Regions from separate parts of the Mus musculus genome. Here region 1 is linked to region 2. The links are chromatin contacts, called in public HiChIP or PLAC-seq maps. All regions are on one chromosome and are shown on one strand. Each heading gives the region's core, a stretch centred on a gene start, on an enhancer-like site or on the middle of the called end of the contact. The rest is flanking DNA. Distances are from core to core; before and after follow the strand shown. Region 1 overlaps Npc2 (NPC intracellular cholesterol transporter 2). Region 2 overlaps Syndig1l (synapse differentiation inducing 1 like).

The links. HiChIP or PLAC-seq counts read pairs in DNA pulled down with a chosen protein or histone mark.
Region 1: a RAD21 HiChIP or PLAC-seq map of pro-B cells shows a contact between it and region 2, with 10 times the contacts expected there. The contact joins two enhancer-like sites. A contact is called at or near these places in 1 of 39 promoter capture datasets (embryonic stem cells), 7 of 15 datasets of contacts at CTCF or cohesin (CD8 T cells, the G1E-ER4 cell line, embryonic stem cells and 3 more), 112 of 484 Hi-C or Micro-C datasets (3T3-L1-derived adipocytes, the 63-12 cell line, the AML12 cell line and 48 more), 32 of 115 datasets of contacts at active chromatin or transcription factors (the 230-238 cell line, DN3 thymocytes, the HPC-7 cell line and 16 more) and 4 of 9 other capture datasets (adipose tissue, embryonic stem cells, liver and 1 more).

The regions. Positions count from the first base shown.
Region 1 is chr12:84,750,520-84,754,613 of GRCm38.p6, reverse strand. It overlaps Npc2 (NPC intracellular cholesterol transporter 2), which reads left to right. Exons shown (of 4, transcript NM_023409.4): 4 at 1-55. Among named protein-coding and RNA genes, the nearest start is that of Npc2, 21 kb to the left of the region's middle. Within about 2 kb of position 1,828, at least 120 of the 459 cell types and tissues checked have an H3K27ac peak or open chromatin away from gene starts, as enhancers often do. A contact at or near this core is called in the 63-12 cell line, Kupffer cells, Th1 cells and 9 more, where this site is marked.
Region 2 is chr12:84,673,162-84,677,310 of GRCm38.p6, reverse strand. Syndig1l (synapse differentiation inducing 1 like) reads left to right here. Exons shown (of 4, transcript NM_001033334.2): 4 at 1-33. Among named protein-coding and RNA genes, the nearest start is that of Syndig1l, 24 kb to the left of the region's middle. Within about 2 kb of position 2,105, at least 80 of the 459 cell types and tissues checked have an H3K27ac peak or open chromatin away from gene starts, as enhancers often do. A contact at or near this core is called in the 63-12 cell line, Kupffer cells, Th1 cells and 9 more, where this site is marked.

The DNA of each region.
Region 1 (4,094 bases), core at 579-3,078, 78 kb before region 2:
CAATGCTATGGTCTGATCTTCATACTAATAAAAATCAAGGGGTGGAATCATTTCAGATCCTGGATGCCTGATTTTGAAGGAAGTTGTGTGTGTGTGTGTGTGTGTGTGTGTGTGTGTATGTGTGTGTGTGTGTTAAAAAACAGGGCTGGAGATGAGGCTTAAAGGATAAAAGGTCTCCCCAGAACCCACTAACAAAGCGAGATGTGGGGCTGAAGAGATGGCTCAGTGGTTAAGTACATTGGCTGCTCTTCCAGAGGACTGGGGTTCAGTTTTCAGCACCCACATGGTGGCTCATAGCTCCCTGTAACTGCACTTCCAGGGGGTCAGACACCCTCTTCGGGCATGGCATACACATGATACACGGACTTATTTGGGACTGGGGAGCCATGAATCGAGGGTAGGAACTGTGGCAAAGCAAAAGTGGGGTAAAGGTGTGTCCAAACCCCAGAAATCTGATCCTGAGATTGGCAGGAGTAAGGTCTCTGCACCCCCACGTCCCCCCACCCTCACCCCTGCTCTGAGCCTTCCTGTCCTGGAGCATGAAGCTTGGGACACACACACACACACACACACACACACACACACACCGCCTTTGCCCCCTGGAGGAGGCTACACAGCCAAGTAGCCAGGTCAAGCTTCCTCTCCCTTATAAGGTCATGTCCATCGGTACCTGGAATTCCTCCTTATGCAAATGAGACCCCAGCACCCTGCCCCAGGCCAATGATGTACATTCACTCCAAAAGCCCCTACCCACGCCCCAAAGGTTGCGTAGCAGCCTTTGTTCCCCCATTGGAGCTGTCTCCCAAGAGTCTGTTCTTGCTGCACTCATAACTGCCTGATCTGAAGCCACTCTGGTCACCCAAGGTGGACAGAGACGCGGAGCCTGAACAGCAGCAGACTTACATGCAGGCGAAACACCCATAGGCCTAAAAGAAATAAAATTGGGGGGGGGGGTGAAATCTGGATGCATCAGCTTGCCTGCTGTATGGGGTGGCAAACAAATTCCTGTCTTAAACTTGGACTGACATCCAAGGTTGTCACTGCCATACAAGGAAAATGACAAACTGATATCCTCATCAAATGCACACTAATAAGTAATTATCTGAGCCTGGCAGCAAATGCCCATGGTCCCAGCACTAGGCCGTAAAGGCTGGAGGATAAATTTAAGGTCATCCTTGGCTACAGCAAGTTCAAGGCCAGACTAGGCTACCTGAGATCTTGTCTAAGGAGGGAAGGTGGGAAGGAAAGAAGAAAGAAATATGACACGATTCACAGATAAAGCAGAGTTATTCCTGAGAATGCCCCAGGCATAGGAAAGGACTAAGTGGGTAAGGTCAATTAAAGAAATACAGTCGTGGATAACCATTTTCTTTAGAGAATCCAAGAACAGTGCCCCCACAGTGGGTTGGTTTAGGGACAAAGTTGTGGTACCTAGGAGCAACACTGCCACAGAGTCAGTAGGGTGTTATTCAGAATAAGCGCTTCCTCCAGAGAAGCCCTGAGGGCTTGCTGAAAGGCCAGGATGATCAGTGGTGTGTGTTGGGAATGTGGATGGATATTGCGGTGTGATTCAAGGTAGAAAGTGGCTGTGGGTCCCCCAAATATCGACTGGAAGCTTTGAGAGGAGTCCTCTCCAGAGGAGCCCCGGGCCTAACCTTCAGCTTATAAACTGAATCCGATTCACTTACAGCTGTCAGTTGACTAGCAACTAGATGGTCTGAGTGTTCGTTGCTATGGAAACAGCTAAAAGGCCCATTGCCATAGGAACCTACCATGTTCTCCAGACCAGGGATTTGGTTGCTGAAAAGACCCGGAGGAACCAAGGAGCTTGCATAAGTGAGGGTCCCACCAGAGAATGAATGACACATGTGAGAGGCCAGAGCTTCCGCTGTCCCTGATCTGTCTGCTCGTTGCCCTCAGTGGTCACAGAGCACACACAAGTACTTGTCCCCATGGACAGTGAAGGCATAGATTCTGGAGCAGGCTTGGCATGCCAGCATTACCATCCTCCTCTCCAGGGTCTCTGAGAGGAAAAATATCGTGCTCTCTCTGGCAGGCCCCTCTCCACAAACCATATGCCCCAGCAAAGCAGCCAGCAGGTGAAGGGATTAGCTTAACTCTGACTGCCAGAGGGTCAGGCCACTAAGGAAGTTGGCAGGCAAAACAGATGGCTGCTGGTCTTGAATGCGGCAGAGAAACTGGGTGTACCAGATCAGAAAGCGGGAGGGCAGGCCAGCTGCGGCAGTCTGTTCTCAGTGTGAGAGAAACACACCACGCTGCTTCCTGCACCCCATGCATCCCCGTTCCTCTGCCAGGCAGATCAAAGTATAAAAGTCATGATTTGATGAGGGATCCTCAGCGTATCTGAGCAATGAATGGTCACGAGATTCTTGTGTTTCCCAACCAAGGGAAGTGACTCTCAAGTCACTGGTTAGTGGCAAAGGGAGAACAAAGAGAAAGTTCCTTAGTGGCTGTGTCATTAACCACTGTAAATTGTCAGTGTCATTAACTCTGCTGTAAATGTAGAGACTGAACGGATCCAACTAGGTCCCTCCAGGTCTCTGTGAGCATGAACCACTGGGATTCTAAGGGGATGTTTGGGCATAATGGACAGACAGAGATCATGGACTTGTAAGGACAACATAAACTTTAGGAATCCAGAGAGGGTTTGGGACGGAGGCTGGGGCTAAGCAGACATTTGAGAGCCCACCTCCCGGAGGTTTAGTTCAGAGGACTCATGAGATGTGATGTTGATTCTTTCTCCTATTCTGTCCGTCTGCTGGAGTTTTGTTGGTCTCAATCCCTCCCAGTAGGCTTTACAGCCTGGGAAGCCGAGCACCAGAGAGACAGATGCCCCCAGAACCTCTGGGGGAGGATGTCACTTTGAGAAGTAGTCGTTACTTACAGTTTGACTTTTAGTTGGGTTTGCAGCTCCCTACCTCCTTTGCAGTTCGTTGACTTTGGATCCTTCACAGGGCCTCTGTGTCCTCAGCTGTCACAGAGTGAGAGAATCCTCACAGCCTTTCAAAGGAGTTCTATTGGCATTAGTATCGCTATCCTTGGTGAGGAAGGAAGGTTGCAGCCATGGGAGCTGACAGGGGCCTGGAGTCACAGATAGGGGATTTGAGTAAATGCCTAGAACTCAGTGATCAGCAGTTTTTCTTCCCTCTTTATTTTTTGAGACCGTGTCTCATATAGTCCCGGCAGTGCTTGTACTCTGTGTAGTTGAGGGTGACCCGGAACTTCTGATCCTCCTGTCTCTCCCTCCCAGATTCTGAGATTACAGGTATACACCACCATGCCTAGCACTCAGGGACACTTATTTATATAAGTGTCTTTATGGGGGACGAGTGCCATTTTTTTTTTAATTTGAATAGGACCATTTAACACTCTAGTACCCTGGTCTCCAAAAGTGACAGAAAGAGGAGCAGTAGCTGGCTTGGTTTCGTTTTTTTGTGAAGGACACTGGAGTGCCCTATCCCAGGTAGGCAGTTCCAGAGAAAGGTTGGAGCTCACACCTTCTGGAAGTCAGCTGTCATAAGCCTCTGGGACTGGCTGCTGATGTAGCCTCACGTCCAGCTGACCTATGAAACACTCCCTGGCCATAACCTCCCTCCTCTTCAGGCTGTATCTTTGGCACACAAAGCCTCCGGTCCCTTTGGCTTCTGTCTAGGGTGCGGTGAGGCCTTTGGCTCCATAGCTATAAGTCATGTCATGTCTGTGCGAGGGCGACAGGAAGCACATCTGGCTCGTGCAGCTGTCTCCCTGTGGTGTACTCAGTGTCGGCAGCCTGCGGTGGCCGCCGCAGATTCCCACCAGACTTGCCAAGGTGTGACTCAGTGGGAACAACGCCCAGAGAGCTCTGGAGCATCTCCTAGAACAGTAGTTCTAACCTTCCGAGTGCCGTGACCCTTTAATACAGTTCCTCATGTTGCCGTGACCCCAACCATAAAATTATTTTCATTGTCCCTTCATAACTGTCACTTTGCTCTGCTATGAATTGGTAATTTAAATATCTGATATGCAACCCCTGTGAAAGGATCATTTGGCCCCCAAAGGGGTCATGACCCCACGGGTTGAAATCCACTGTCCTA
Region 2 (4,149 bases), core at 856-3,355:
TTATCCTGGTAATAAACTTTTATGTAACACCTGGTGCCACCTGGGGCCTCGGGCTGCCCTGCGCCCATATCCTACGTTTCTCCAGTGTATCCCAAGACATTGGTTCTGGATCTCCATATGGACCTCAAGAAAAAGGGTCCAGAGGCCACTGCGGCCTGTAGGCTGCTCGCCCGGGAAAGCTGGGATGAAGGTTGATGGATTGCATTTGACTTACGCAAAGCAAGGTAAGGCAAGACAGCAGCCTGCAGAAAAAGCTCTCCCGGGTATAAGAGCCTTGGCCGTCAGGGAGAGAGGGGGAACAGTGTGCACTCTACACGGCTGCCTGGAGCTCCCAGGAGATAGACATAGGCAGGGTAAGGCGTGCCAGTGGTCCCATTGCTCAGCTGTCCATTTTGGGATCCCCCACATCTTCTGTTCCCAGAGCTGTTTCGGGGAAGTGTGGAGAGGAAGTCACCCATGCCTCAGGTTCCAGCCTCAGTGCTAAATTCCTGATATCCTCTCTGTCCTCGGCCTTTAGCAGAGGAACTGGCCTGGCCTCAAAGTCACTGTGTCTAGAAGGTACTGGGGAAGTATGCCACACATATCCTACCCGCTATGGGCATCCATATATATGACAGGGCTCTGGGCACAACCTTAGATGAGAAATTAGCATGTGGGGATTATTTGTGGAAGGGAGTTGGCCGGTCTGGGAATAGGGAGAGGCCAGGCTGCCAGGCAGTCCAGATAAACAGTCTGACCAATCCAGGGTAGAACCAGAGTGCTCTTCAGGGTTGACACAAGATAGGGCACTGAGCCAGGGTGGGTGAATAGCTTTGATGTCTTGCCCCTTGGGTTGGAGACTAGGTGTATTGCCCCTAGTTCCTGGGGTCCCCAGTAGGACCTCTTTCTACCTTTCACTGAAGCAGTTCATTGGTAACCAGTGGCCCTCACTAGCTGCTTCCCTCTTTCCCATTGCCCTTCTGCACTGGCTGAAATGGCTCCCCATTGGATGTTTCTCAGGGTTAGCTTCGAAGAAACCCAAACCCTCACACACACATGCACATTCATATCCATGTGTGCACATATTTGCATATATACACTCCTACAAACAGGCCCAGCTGTGCACCATGCAGACTGCATGCAGCACGTGAATACTCAAGAGACCAAGAAGGATGCTGAGGACTCTCACCCAGCTCCACGCCCCCCCCCCATTCCTTCTCTAGGCTGGCTCAAGACCCCAGGCCTAACTAGGCAGGCTGCCTCACAGCCCAGACAACATCTACTCCCTTCCCTGTCTTTCAGTATGCTTGTGGGCCTTGAGAAGAAGGAAATAGAGACAAATGGCTTCCAGTATCCTCCATCCCTTGTTTCCTCCTTTCCTTTCTCTCTTCCCTTCTTTCTCTTTTTTCTTTTTCTCCAACCCCTGCCCTTTTTGAGGGGTTTCAAGACCCTGGCTATTCTAGAACTCAACTCTGCAGACCAGGCTGGCCTCTGCCTCCCGGTACTGGGATTAAAGGCTTAAAGGCAAACACTACCAAGCTCTCTTCCCTTCTTTCTTAAGATGGAGTCTCAGTCTGTCTCTCAGGCTGCCTCATATAGACATACACCACTCTTACTAGTTTGATTTGCTGCTTCTAACTCTAGTCTTCCCCGCCCCACCCCCACCCCATCCTCCACACAGCCTTCTCCCTTCCATCCCTACCCTCAGATACAAATTCAGGGTCTACCAAAGATGATGGGGTGAGAAATGGCTCTGGGGGCTTCCTCCTCCTGGGAAGGGCCTGTTGTGTGGAGCCTGGGCTTGTCCTAGAGTCCTTGGAGCACAGGCAACCACTCTCCCCCACTCTGGATGAGTCCTGCCTCTGGCATGCCTGGGGCACTTCAGTCCTCCTGCTTCTCAGCCCTGCTTGCGCCTCCTGCCCGAGGCCCAGGGCTGTCGGCTGGTTCCTCTGACTGGCAGAGAGACTGGGGGGCTGGGGCTGGGGCAGTCCCCTGGGTAAAGGTGCCTGTGATGAGCTGCAGTGCCGGCACATCTGTGCAAATATTACCAATTATTTTCCTCACTATAAACACCCAGCAGGAAGGCAGGGAAGCAACCAACCCAAACTGTTTAAAATAGAAACCGAAATTGCTGCACAGGGAAGTCTGGCGGCTAGCACCACCACCACCACCATCACACACACCAAGAGTTCAGGGTCCCCCTCACTGCCCCCACTGCCCCTCGACCTTCTAACTCCATGACAAGGTTTGCTTTCTGAGATGAAGATAAGAAACAGAAACATCCTTGCTTAGTGTATGAGGTATGTGGCAGAGGGGGACAGTCGTGCTGGGAGGGGAAGTGGAGCTGAGGCCACCTGGCCTGGGGTTTGGCAGCTGGTAAGTAAGCTCCTTTCTTAGTAAAGCCAAGGGGTCCTGTGAGGAAAGGCACGAGGAGTGCCCTGGTGAGAAAGCCATTTTCCTACCGCCCCAGGGCAGGCAAGAGGGTGGGAGACTGGCCAAGTAAGGACAACAGCCTGTCTCCATTCTAAGAAAAGGCCTTTTTCTGACGACTAGGAACCAGTTCCAAGGCTCAGCAGCCGTTCTGACCTGCCCTCCCCATAAGCAGGCCGATGGGACACCGAGTCTTCATATAGTCACACAGATTGTCAAAATGGTGACATGATTTCATACCAGTGAATAAGGAGGCTCTGTCCTTTCAAATACTTCACTTTCTGTTGCCCTGGCCATGGGCCCAGGACCCCAAATCTCTTCTTACCCTAGAACATAAAAGTTAGCCATTTTCGAAAAAAAAAAAAAAGTTAGCAGTTATGAGGAGAGGGGGATGGGGAAGAAGGATTGTGGGAGGTGTGGCTGGGATGGAGTGGGGCAAAACAACTGGACAAACAAACAAAAACAGAGTTAGCAGATAGCCACTAGCTCCCATATCCAAATGCTTACATAGGTCTGTGCCTGGACTGCCCTGATGGCTAAATATCCATCTGTCCCTGGCCATGAAGGCTTCATGGCTGTATCTGTGCTCACAGCCTCTCCCTCCCTAAAGCAGCTCCCCCAGGACGGAGCTGTAGGAAACCCACCATCTTCACAACCAAATATTCTTGCTGCTTTTTAATGATCTCAGCCCAGGTCACAAACTGACCAGGCCCGAACCCCACTCTAAAGAAGAACTGCAACAAGACAGTATTCAAGTCTTTCAGGGCATGAATCCCTGGGACGCTGCGAAGGAAGGAACTGTAAGTGATCATGCCACAGATGACCGGGCTGCGGAAGGAACGATGGAAACCCTGAAAGGATGGGTTACCCAGTGTCACACAGCAGGTTATGAGCTAACCTCTGGCCTCGCTACCCAGGCCCTGGCACTGCTGATCTGGGCTGGTGGAATCAGCCTTTCTGGAGGCAAAGAAAACCCAGGACCACCTGCTGCCACCCTCCTGAACATTAACAGACTCAGCCTTAGCTCCTATGTATCTCCTGGTTCAAAGGCTCCCCCCCACATCCCCTCTGTAGGGCTGACACCCTGGTCCTTGCTATTTTTGGTGGGTGAAAGGGTGATAACCTTGCTTCATCCTGTCCCCAGGGGCTCTCACATCTTCTCCTGCACAAGGGGAGGAACCACTCTGGGCAGAGGAGTCCCCACAGGGAGACTCGGATGTTCGGAACAAAAATAAAAGGTGTTCATGCAACTCATTTGAATTTCCAACATTCCAGCCTCTGTCCCTGGAACTAACCCTGCATGCTCTGAAAGGCATAGCTGGCTTCAGAGCCAGTTCCAGCTCTGCAAGGAAATGGCAGAAACTCCCAGAGAGCAGGTCTCCTCAGAAGCATCCCAGAAGATAAGGTGACATGGGTACATTCGCATCACAGTGAAGTGGGGGCAGACACATAGATTGACATGGCATCTCAAGTACACAAAGGGCCTTTAAAAAACAAACTACCACAGAGAGGGCTTTTCCTGTTCCCATCTTACAGACAGGGAGACTGAGGCTACAGAAGCCTGTATCATAGGAAATGGACACACAGGCCCCGGGAGCATATGACTGCTGCCACCCACAGGTTACATCCGTCCCATATGAAGCCACTTTCTTTTTTTAAAAAATATTTATTTATTTATTATTATATCTAAGTACACTGTAGCTATCTTCAAACACACCAGAAGAGGGTGTCAGATCTCAT